2 separate regions of the Oryzias latipes genome follow, and region 2 is linked to region 1. The links are chromatin contacts, called in public Hi-C maps. All regions are on one chromosome and are shown on one strand. The core of a region is the stretch at or near the end of the contact, and the rest is flanking DNA. Distances in the headings are between cores, read along the strand shown.

Evidence for each region. A called contact is a pair of places that touch in the nucleus more often than the background predicts.
Region 2: a contact with region 1 is called in a Hi-C map of gastrula embryo, with 2.1 times the contacts expected there. The contact joins two enhancer-like sites. A contact is called at or near these places in 3 of 5 Hi-C or Micro-C datasets (embryo, fibroblasts and gastrula embryo).

Annotation. Positions count from the first base shown.
Region 1 is chr8:21,120,188-21,122,887 of ASM223467v1, forward strand. No RefSeq gene overlaps it. Among protein-coding and RNA genes, the nearest start is that of LOC100301608, 5.4 kb to the left of the region's middle. Within about 2 kb of position 1,269, at least 3 of the 8 cell types and tissues checked have an H3K27ac peak or open chromatin away from gene starts, as enhancers often do.
Region 2 is chr8:21,155,699-21,158,398 of ASM223467v1, forward strand. No RefSeq gene overlaps it. Among protein-coding and RNA genes, the nearest start is that of LOC101162295, 17 kb to the right of the region's middle. Within about 2 kb of position 1,278, at least 2 of the 8 cell types and tissues checked have an H3K27ac peak or open chromatin away from gene starts, as enhancers often do.

The DNA.
Region 1 (2,700 bases), core at 19-2,518:
GCTGTTTGTCCTCCGCTGCTGAAAGAGGAGGTCTGAGGATGGAAGGAATGCAGATGTTGTGTTTTAAAGCACAGCCTGTACCACACTGACCGACGGTCAGGAGGCAGGGGACTAGCCGGGGTGACTGATTATCTCTGATTTTGCGAGTAAAAGTCAAGGATGTTGGCTGTGTTTCTCCTGCAGTCTGGTTCGCTCACACACAACTGCCCTTAATAAGTCTGGCAACTTTTTTCAAACTTCCTGCTTTATCCCTCCCGCAACTTGTCTTGGCAATGCCAAACTTCCAAAGTATTCACTTTGGCCGTCACTCCTGTGAGAAAATGTCATAGTGTGTCGGACATAAAGAAGAAGAAAAAGAGGTTGTCGGTGCAAAAATTCAGACAAACAAGAAACAAAAGCTGAAAGAAAACACAGAAACACAGAATTACACTTCAGTATACATTTACTTAAGTAAGTAAATACTCTACTTAAGTACCGGTACTAGTTTTGAGTGTTTGTACTATGATTCTTCCGAATATATTTTGCAGCATAATATGAGATTGTTATACTGTGATACAGATATTTTAGGATTTCGGAAATGGTTTTTATGATTAAATTATCAATTTTTTGTGCTTTTTTTTGCTTTTATATTCAATTTTCCATGAATAAACAGCTATTTACTGTTTACAGTTCAGAGATGTGAAATAAATATATATAATGAATTAAAAAAATATTCATAGGAAATATTCTCACATCTTAAGTGCAGTAAAGATGTATTTGTGGAGTAAATATAATCATAAATATCTGTACTTTGAGTCAGGTGACGCAACACTGGAAATATAAAGTAGCTCACCAACTCATGTGCAGCCAGAACTACCTCTCATGAGGATTTCCAACTGTCAACAAACCCAGAGGTCAGCGGACCACCTGGTTCTGGTAACGCCGGAGAAGCATGAGATGGTTTGCTTTGACTGAAACCTGGCACGCCTGAGCTTCTCCATTTACGCTCAGGGCACAATTTGTCCAAACAGCTGCGCGAAATGAGGAATAAGATGTGCATGAAATCTCCTAAATCAGCTCTGGAGACGTTCACACGCCTCCTCATAGCTGTGAGGTCCTTTTTTTTTATTTTTAGCGGCCTTCTCTGAATACAGACATTTGTCAGCGTGGTTGTTGGGACTTGAAAGAACCACAATAAATTGTTGTCTGACATCTGAAGCAAGTGTTTCAATTACATGCACTGACCCCGCTGACCTGACAAGTAAAGAGGACCAACTGGTCCCTGGACAACTTGGGGGTCAGACCCCCAAGGGGTTTGGATGTATATTTAGAGGTCAAACTGCCACTCTGAGGGCACCTCAGACTGGGGCCCCTCATCATCAAACAAACGCACAAATATGTGCACTTATGCATGGAGACACAAAAAGTGAAGAATTTCAGTCATTTACTGCAGGAAAAATGATGCAACAAAGTTTCCTGTCACCTTCAGCTGCCACGGCAACCCATGTCAGGATCCGTTCTCATCGGACGAGCTCGGCCCTGACTGGTGCATTCCTTCCCGTCAGCAGCCCACTCGGTGGGTGTCTTTTTAGCCTCCATATGTCTCCCAGCCCCCTGACCTCCCTGCCATCCCTGGACAGCAACAGCTCAACCGATGTGACACCGGTGGGAATCCCGGAGAGGCTGGTGTTTGTTGGAAATGTGCACGCTCTGTTGGTTCGTTTTTTTTTCAACAGTCGATGTCTTGGGGGTGTATTTTTCATTGGAAGGAAGCTTTTGTCTCTGGGAGTGCGTAGGAGGTGCAGGATGATAGATTACAGGGTTCTATGTGTTAAGCTGATTTCACCTGGATGTGGCTTCGCCGTAAACTCACTCTTCAGGTGGAGCTACCCTCTGAGGCGGAGTCGCTGCTTGGCATCTTTATGACCGTCAAGTTCCTGACTCGCCCGAACTTTTCAGCATAACTCTTTAAATAATGTGAACTTTTACACCAAGTATCCTGAGCACCATCTGCCAGTAAATGACAGGATGTGAGATGATCTGTGAGAAGCACGGACAGTATGCTGACACACCGACTGCAGCTTCCTGTCCTGCTTCCCGAAGAAAGGAGGAATCCACGTCAGCCTCCTCCATGGACCTTAAAGACCCACAGCGATGAAAATTGTGGGTTTTGGTGTCTTTAACGTGTTCTTACGGCACTTTTATGAAGAAGATTAGGCTTTAAATTGCATTTCTGAGTTTGTCTTTTTTTTAAATTGCTGTGAATCAGGAGCAGATGAAAAAATGCTGTCGGAAACAGAGGTTTTTAGTGACGAACCACATGCGACTAGATCCATGTTCGTTTTCAGAAGCGTACATGCTCACATAGGTGCACAAATACAAACACACATTAATGATATTCCCTACTGTTTGAACAGGAGCACAAAAACCAGTAGGTGCATCCATCCGTCTTTCTGGCAGCGTAATCTTGGTGAGTAAGAGTGACAAAAGCCGTGCAGGCCCCGACAAGCACACAGCGTAGGCACGATGACTTTTATTTTTGTGTGTGTGGGAAAAATGCTGCACATGGATACTTTAAAAAGCAAAGACATGTTAGCTATAAAATCCCAAACACTTCCAGCACACAGATGATCCAAGGAAAACAGAAATCGGAGGAACAGTGTTTATCCTTTGGTTCTTAATGGTTTCTTACTTTCCAAACTGTGAAGCAACGGGAAGAAG
Region 2 (2,700 bases), core at 28-2,527, 36 kb after region 1:
ACAGAAATAATGTTCTTAATTAAAGAGCCCTTCCTTGAACTGATACCATTCTCACTGGGCAGCATATTACATCATCAAACTGCCCAAATGATGGCAGCTTTGGACCATTTTGTCTCGGTGAAGGTTGGAAATGTCCCACGGGACACACATTTGTTGTGTCCCAGCCGACGTTTACAGTGACATACCTTGCATAACTTCACAGCTCAAGCCAGCATAGTCTTGGTGGGGGGCTCTTGTTTGCCATGTGCTGGCCCCCGTCACTGTTAAACTGCCCAGAGCCACAAAGCAATCCATGACTGAAAGCAGCTGGGGCCTCCCAAATGTTTTATATTTCTCCTGAAACCAAACATCAGCTGGGAGAGACGGCTCTAAAATCTGGGGGCTATTATCCGATTTTGAAGGTGAAAAGTAAAGAAGATATAGTTAGAGCTGTAGGAACTTAGTTACGGAGATTCTGAAATGTTTAGGCAAAACAGTGAAAAGCTGTTAGGAGGTGGTAAATCTGTCACTGCTCTGTAAATCTTTTGCTGCTAAGAAATGGAAGAAGAAGCTTTGCCTCAACCCCAACAAGGCCTGGTTTCCCCTTGTGTGCAGATGCATTGTGACTGTGTGGGTGTGCGACATGGTCCTGTGCAGATAAAAGTGATGCTTTATGCAGATAAAGTACCAGTCTGGTGGGGCGTCTGCAGATGACCTCAAAAGCACAAGCTTTCACTGTTTCCGGGTTTCGTTATGAGTGTTGCTGCAGGGGCGACTGTGTGAATACCCCAGGATTGAGAGCATGAGGAGCCGTGTGAGCCGGGCTGAGCTGCTTTAATAGCTTCCAGAGGCTGGATGCTTGTTAGCCAGGAATAACATATCAGCTTACAAAGTGCTGAGGAGTTCAGTTCCTGTGTCAGTGAGGTTATCGGTGCTGTGAGCGTGGACCCGTTGAGCTGGTTGGGCTGCAACAATACGTATCCACATATTTCACCCTCAGAAGGGGAGAGTCTAAGACACAGCAACAAAAAACAGACTCTGATCCGAAAAGAGACTAATGCTTCAAAAACCACCATCTTTTATACCAGAAGTGGATTAAAGAAATCCTTTAATCTATCCAATGTGCCTCCTGGCGGATCCGCTTTTCCCTTTTCTTATTTTATGTCACAACATCAGAGGGAATAACAATACTTTTGGTTTTAGTTAAGTACAGGATGAGTGAAGCATCCCAGCCTGGCCTCTGTGATGGTCTGAGTGAGCCCAACAGCCCGCCGGTCCCCCCCACCCCTCACCCCTGCATGGGCCCTCACCACATTTACCAAGCTGGATGGTAATAAAAGGTTTCAGCTCTGCTTTTTCTGGAACAGGAAAGCACAGATTATATTTACAAAGGGGGGGGGGGTGCACAGAGATGCAGACAGAGAGAGGAAGAACGGTTCTATATGGTATTCTCTGAATAACTGGCGTATAGAAATAGGAGTAATGTAAAAGGAATTAATGATAATTATGTCCCACCAGCAACAATGCAGAAGATTTAAAGCAATAATTTATCATGGATGGATATATTTGTTTGTTTTTATCACTCTAAATTATCTGCTTCCATGGATATTGGATTTCACTTTCTTACTACAAAACATAGTTTTCAGCTGAAACTCTTATTTAAAACAAAAACTTTGCATGCACACTGCAAAAACTGAATCTGAAGAGAGTAAAAAGAGAAAAAGAAGAGAACATTTTTCAATAGCAAAAAAATATTAAAACATGTCTTATTGACTAGAATTGTTTTCCTAAAGTATAAATTTTGGCATTCGCAGCTTTATTTCCTCATTTCAATAAAATCTGCCATTAGGGTTAGAATTATTGATTTATTTCTAATTTGTCTGTTTTTGCAGTGCAGATTTTAGTTTAAAATCAGCCAACTTCGGTGAATTTATCAACTTCCTTTTATTTTCTTTGCAGGAAATTCTTTTACAAAGGAAGTTTGCAGCTTTCTTTTCATTTGAAGTGAAGCTAGATGAAAACACTAAAAAAATGTGTGCCAGTGTAGGCAAAGAGTCCACAACAGGACACAATGGAGTGGTGTAATGAGGTATTTTCAGCCCTTGTGCTAAGTACTTTACAGCCACTTCTACATCAGTTACTGATCCAGTGAGTCTGCATTTATGCAGCCTGGCTTAACTCTGTGACAGCTAAAGATTAGATTGTCTTTTGCGTCATCTCTTCTTGTCAAGTTTTGTTTATCTGCAGATTTGCAGTTCTCAGAGCACCCCAGAGGAAATGTTTCAGAGCATTTTATTTGGAAAAGCATCAAATTTAAGTCGATTGAGGGTGATAGAATCCCAAGTTTCTCTTCTAAACCATAAAAGGTTGGATTTTCCCCACTACCCAGTTCCCTACTGAGAAGACAAAAGTAGTTTTACATGCCCACGCGGCCTCTGAGTGGAAGTGAGGCGAGCTCTTCTGAGAATCCGTGTGTGCCGGTTCAGCTCCTGACCACTTTCTGAACGAGTTAATTCTCATGACTCACCCTAACCACGCAGCTGGTCATCCCGCCCACTTACTCCTTTCTCCCCTCTGCCTCGATGTGGGAACGCTCTTTCTTCCACAATGTCCGCCAAGATGAACTCATCCCAAACCTTTGCTGCATGAACAGAAGAGGCTTTCATGAAAGTTCTCTCTAATGTGGAACAAAAATACATGAAACATGAGCGAGCCTGTCTG